2 separate regions of the Muntiacus reevesi genome follow, and region 2 is linked to region 1. The links are chromatin contacts, called in public Hi-C maps. All regions are on one chromosome and are shown on one strand. Each heading gives the region's core, a stretch centred on a gene start, on an enhancer-like site or on the middle of the called end of the contact. The rest is flanking DNA. Distances are from core to core; before and after follow the strand shown. Region 1 holds the start of LIAS (lipoic acid synthetase). Region 2 holds the start of PDS5A (PDS5 cohesin associated factor A).

The links. A called contact is a pair of places that touch in the nucleus more often than the background predicts.
Region 2: a contact with region 1 is called in a Hi-C map of muscle, with 5 times the contacts expected there. The contact joins the promoter of PDS5A here to the promoter of LIAS in region 1. A contact is called at or near these places in 2 of 3 Hi-C or Micro-C datasets (blood and muscle).

Annotation. Positions count from the first base shown.
Region 1 is chr16:55,000,825-55,003,524 of mMunRee1.1, reverse strand. It overlaps LIAS (lipoic acid synthetase), which reads right to left and starts at 1,394. Exons shown (of 8, transcript XM_065907430.1): 1 at 1,238-1,394; 2 at 1-107. The coding sequence starts at 1,282. It overlaps RPL9 (ribosomal protein L9), which reads left to right and starts at 1,504. Exons shown (of 8, transcript XM_065907349.1): 1 at 1,504-1,524; 2 at 1,952-1,998; 3 at 2,088-2,203. The coding sequence starts at 1,953.
Region 2 is chr16:55,413,047-55,415,851 of mMunRee1.1, reverse strand. It overlaps PDS5A (PDS5 cohesin associated factor A), which reads left to right and starts at 1,406. Exons shown (of 33, transcript XM_065907581.1): 1 at 1,406-1,779; 2 at 2,638-2,805. The coding sequence starts at 2,678.

The DNA.
Region 1 (2,700 bases), core at 145-2,644:
CCAGATATAAATTCTTGAAGGTCTGGTCCACTCTGTAAAAATTCCTTTTTTTCATCTGGGAAGGAACTTACTTCTCTAACAGGGCTGCATAAATATCTTCCAAATACCTAAACAAAGGGTTCATTATGACATTTATTTAGTTTGCTGTTTAGTTACTAAGTCGTGTCTGACTCTTTTGCAACCCTATGGACTATAGACCACCAGGCTCCTCTGTTCATGGGATTTCCCAGGCAAAAATTTATTTAGTAGAGTTAGTAATAACTTAGTTTTAACCTATTTAACATAGCTAAAAGGAAGAGTAAGCCAGAGAACTGATTCAGAAATGACGTTAAACTATTTACAAGCTCTGTGTTGAAGCTTGGAATCTAAGGTTAAGGAAGACTCAAAGAAGAATAGGAATTAACTATTTCTGTCTACATTTAAAATAGATTTGGAAACTTCTGGAACTGGCTAACAAAACATGCCACACTTTACCCGTATCAGGACTAAAAAGTCTGTCTTTCAAGTATAAACTGCAATAACAGGAGAAGATGCTACAGTTTTGAATTTTCTATTCCTGACGAGTCAAGGACGTTTAAATAAAATCTGAAGTAAATTATCTCTGCCTTGGGCTTTGGATAAACACATGTGTTAAAACTTAAGAGGTTTAAGGTTTAATCCAGCTGATTTCAGAGAACTTGAAATAGGAAAACCAAACTTACTATTCCAATTTTCTACCTTACATTCTGTGTTTGATCAAGGAAGTCACTCGACATGTATTTGTTGACCAAAAGAAGCCATCAGCTTCTGGATCTGAACACACACATGAACAAGACAGCCAAAACACTATAAAATTCAAAGAGTACCAAAAAAAAAAAAAAAAAAAAAAGTGTGCCTATTAAGATGCTGCCCGATTGCTACTGTTCTTGCCCAAGTCTCCTGCTCAGTTTTACAGCACAGATTTTGGGTTCTAATTGTCCAAACTGGTGTCTAGTACAAATCACTGATATGCAAGGGGAAAAAAAAAACAAAAACAAGACAGCTCTTAGCGTCAGCCAGAAACACCTACAAACAAGTCACTACCAGAGACTTAACTTCGTGGTGGTGTCTAAAGAATTAGACGAGATACCACACGAAAAATGTTTAGAATAAAACCTGGCTAGAAGTAAACATTCAGTAAAAGCTGGCATTATTGGGCGCTCTAAAGGGATGGGAGCCCTCTACCCCACGCCCGCACCCTGCTTCCCCAGCTGCTCACCCGGGGGCCCACGGTGCGGACCGCGCCCCCGCAGCGTAGAGACATCTCTCTCTTTTTTTCCTAGCAAGGACGAATAATCAGTAATTCCCGGGAAAAGAGAAAAGGACAAACCGTCGCCAGACTTATGACAAGCTGAACCTCCCTGACCCGGTGGAACTCGCGCAGCTTCGCGATTGGCTGCTTTAGTCTAGCGGCGTCGCGCACTGATGACCGAACACGCAGCCTTCATACGGACTATAAGAGCGTGATGACGAAAGACGCTCTCTCTTTGCCGCATCTACTGCGAGGTGAGATGGTTTCTGTAATCGGTGGGCTTTGGGAATCTGAAGCCATCGGCTCTGGGAAGGCCAGCGGCGTGGTTGTGGCGCTCGGGAACTCTGTCGTGGTTGTGTTCCCACACAGCGAACGCCATATGAGTTTGGTTGCGCTTGAATTCGAGCCCTGTACTGGGCTTTCAGGCCTACCCCAGCTCCTCAGTCTTGCCGGGATGGCGCCGGCTTGACAGGACTCCCAGGGATGCGCTGAGCGGGGAGTTCGCCCGCTGGGCTTGTAACAGGCGCCTGGGAGCTGCCCCTTCGAAACCAGGGCGCAGCGGGGACAGCTGTCGGTTCGGGTCCTCCCGTATTTTTGCCGGCGGTCTCCGGTAGGAGTGGAGCTCCGTGCGGTGGAGTTTGGTCGTTAGCGGCCTTCTTACGCCAAGTGTTTGTGTTTCAGAATGAAGACCATTCTCAGCAATCAGACTGTCGACATCCCAGAAAATGGTACGAGACTTGGTGTTTGCGTTTTTCTTACGTCTTTACTACATGCTCTCTACCTTGTTCCGAGGCCTCACGAGTACGTTCTCTCCTAGTCGACATTACCTTGAAGGGACGGACAGTCATTGTGAAGGGCCCCAGAGGCACCCTGCGGAGGGACTTCAATCACATCAATGTAGAACTCAGCCTCCTTGGAAAGAGAAAGAAGAGGGTGAGGTTTTTTTGTTCGTTTGTTTTGGCCACAGCTGCTTGTTTGGAAGGCTATGATTTAAGAGTAACAGATGGGTTGCTTTTAAAATTACGAAATTGAGATTCAGGGTTTTAGCTTCAAATTGGGTATCCAGGGTTGTAGCTGGTTTCAGTTTGTTTAACAAAATTGGAAGATCAAATTCTGAACAAAGTGGATTAGAAAAACTCCAGACCAGGGTGGAGCGGGGTAGTAATGATTCGTAGCAGATTTTAATAATACTGTTACAAGTTAAGTTTATTTTTTTCCTGATTTGTAAAAATCTTACGTGGGTCTTAAACCTGATAATATTCCAGGATTGACGTTTAATGCAGCTTGTACCATACTTTTGTTTCTGGGTTGTCATTCCTTTGTGAAATAGTGTACCTGTAATGCATAGTAATAAAAATAGTTTTGAGACGGTGTTTTGGTTTTTGGGGGGGGGGGGTTGGGAAGTCGTACTTTTTAATTAGGGCAAGTAC
Region 2 (2,805 bases), core at 157-2,656, 410 kb before region 1:
TTAGGGCTTACTATCTTTTGAGTGTTTATAAAATCAAACATTATTAACGAAGTAGGTAGTTAAAATTACAATTTTATGGATATATACAAAACTCCATTTAGTAATGGGTAAATTAATAATGGCAAGAATGAAAATAAAAAGTCCCTCTTTATTTAAATGTAACAGATTTTTTAAAATCATATGTGAGAGAAAGAGCCTAAAAACAGTGTAGGTTTTGGTCAGTTTAATAGTTTGGATGAAGTTTCTTAATGAATTCTGCCTGCTACTCTAAATGTTCTGAGTTTTGGGCAGAGTTCTAGCAAATCAGCAACTGTGGTGTGTTAGATTCTGAGATAATTGCTTCCTTGTATATTACTTGAAAAACAGTTCAGTGAGGGCAGCCCCTATAATATTTTTAAGATCAAACAAAGGATGTGGAAAAGATCAATTAATATCCATCAAGAATTTAAATAATCAAATATCATTTTAAACTACAGTAGCGATCAGTTTCAAGAGCTGCAGACTATTTCAAATTATTTTCTCTTTTTAACTTCATCTTTGGAAATTATATATGTGCTCCCGAGGTTCATTTGGTTCAGCTTTTTATTTTAAACTGCTCAAACACCACTGCATCGGGTTTTCCTTTGGATGAACGAAAAACCTATCCTTTGGTATATTTAAAAAAAAATTTTTTTAACGAGTTACTCCATATTCACAAGACCTATGTATCGAATTTGTAAACATGCTTATTTCTGAAGTCCAGTCTCAGAAATCCTGATTTTCTAGGTTCGGGAGTGCAGTCCAGAAAATTTCGTCTATTCTTTGAGAACTACTGGACTCAATGCAGTTTTCATATTTTGCAGTTTTCAAAATATTAATTTTAGACATCTAAAGAGGAGAGGGCAAACTCTGGAGGCTGTCAAAAGAAACAGGAATGAGCAGCACACGTTGTGCCATGTTGCAAAACTTTTCCTCAGGTTGCAGATCTTCTGTCCCTAGGGAGGAAATCAGTTCGTTATCACCGACTAATTAACCATTTTTCAACCATGTCCATCCACGTCGTTTAGGATGAACCCCAAAAGTCATGAACTCATCTCCGCGGCAAACACTGAAGAAACTCCGTTCGTGCAACTTGGCCCCAAAAGGCCGCGGGCGCCGGGTCGCTTCCCGCCAGCCAGGCTCCTCCTCTGCTCGCCTTCTGGGTCCGGTCCTCCCGAAGGCGCTCGGAGCGGCAGGTCTTGGCGCCAACCGGGTGGCGGCGCTGTTTGCTCCGCGCGCGCCGCTCGAGGCCCGAGGGAGGCGGAGGCAAGGCCGGCGGAGGAAGGGGCGGGGGCGAGGCGCGCGCCCTGCTCTCGCGTGCTCTCGCGCCGCTCGCGTGACCGGCCGCTGTGTGCGAGAGGCGCCGGCTGCCGGGAGCACGGGCGGCAGCGCGCGCCGCTGCGAGGGGCGTCCGGGTCCGGCTCGCGGACCCGGCCGGCGCGAGGTGCGGGCGGGCGGGCAGCCGGGGTCCGGGGCGGACACACGCGCACACGCTCCCGGAGGAGCCTCCTCCGAGGCTGCTCTTCCTCTGCCTGACGGAGAGCGGCAGTGTCTCCCCGCCCAGCTCTCACTCGCCCCGCGTCTCCCCCCGCGGCGACTGCTCCTCCTCGGCACCGCCAGCCCCAGCGCCGCTCCGGGGCGGGCGGCGGCGGCGGCGGGACCCGCGGAGCCGCTTTGTGTGCAGCCCGGAGAGGGGCGGCGGCGCAACCACCTGACAGAGGCCCGGGCGCTCGATGCACCTTCCGCCCGCATGAGGAGGAGGTAAAGGCGGCGGCGGCTCGGCTCCCGCCCTCGGCTGGGGAGGGAGGGGACGGAAGGGGAGACCGGGGGTGGGGGGGGCGCGGGACGGAGGCCCGGCGGGGCTGCCCGGAGGTGCCGGTGAGGCCTCGGCGGCTCCGGACTGCGCCGAGTGGCCGGGGGCGAGAGGAGCCGCCGGGGTCCCTGAGCCGAAGTTGAAGGAACAAAATGTGAAGTGCGGAGCCGCGTCAGCCGCTTCCTGGCTCGGGGTTCGGGGCGGAGGGCAGCTTGTTTTCTCCTCCCGCGGGGGTGAGGGACCGGGACACGGGAGGGGCGGGAGCGTGGCGGGGACACCGGGGGTCCCGAAGCTTTGCCCGGCAAGGGCGTAGGTTCCCGGGAGCCGCCGCTGCGTGTGGGTCCCGTTGGGTCCCTAGTTTTGCGGCCTAAGCCGAGCCCTATAGGCCTCGCGTCTCCTTTCCCGGAGGGGACCGGCCGGGCGGGCATTCGAGGCTTCTCTCTGACCGAGCCGGGGCCTCAGGGGCCTCGCTGGGCTCTCGAGGCCTCCAAACTTCGGACCTCGGTGCTTGGGGGTGGGATTTCATTGTGAAAGGGGGAACGGGAAACTCCTGGCGCTGCTCGGCGCTTCCCGCGGCCGCCGGTGCCAGGGAGCCGGGAGGGCCCGGGGTCTGCGGGGCCCGCGTGGGTGGGGGCGGCGAGGCGGCCACCAGGCTCCAAGCCCCGGGGAGGAGCGGGGAGGGAGGCCGCCGCCGAGCCCCCGGCCTCCCTGGAGAAAGGACCCTCTGCAGATTAGGGTTTTTGAAATGAAAAAAGAGGTTACAAAGTCGCCCCTTTCCCGCTGAACTTTTGTTTTCTGACCGATAGAGGCCGGTAGAGGACCGTGAAGGAAAAGTTGTCCCCCAGGATGGACTTCACCGCTCAGCCCAAGCCTGCCACGGCCCTCTGCGGCGTCGTGAGTGCCGACGGGAAGATCGCTTACCCTCCGGGGGTGAAGGAGATCACCGACAAGATCACCACGGACGAAATGATCAA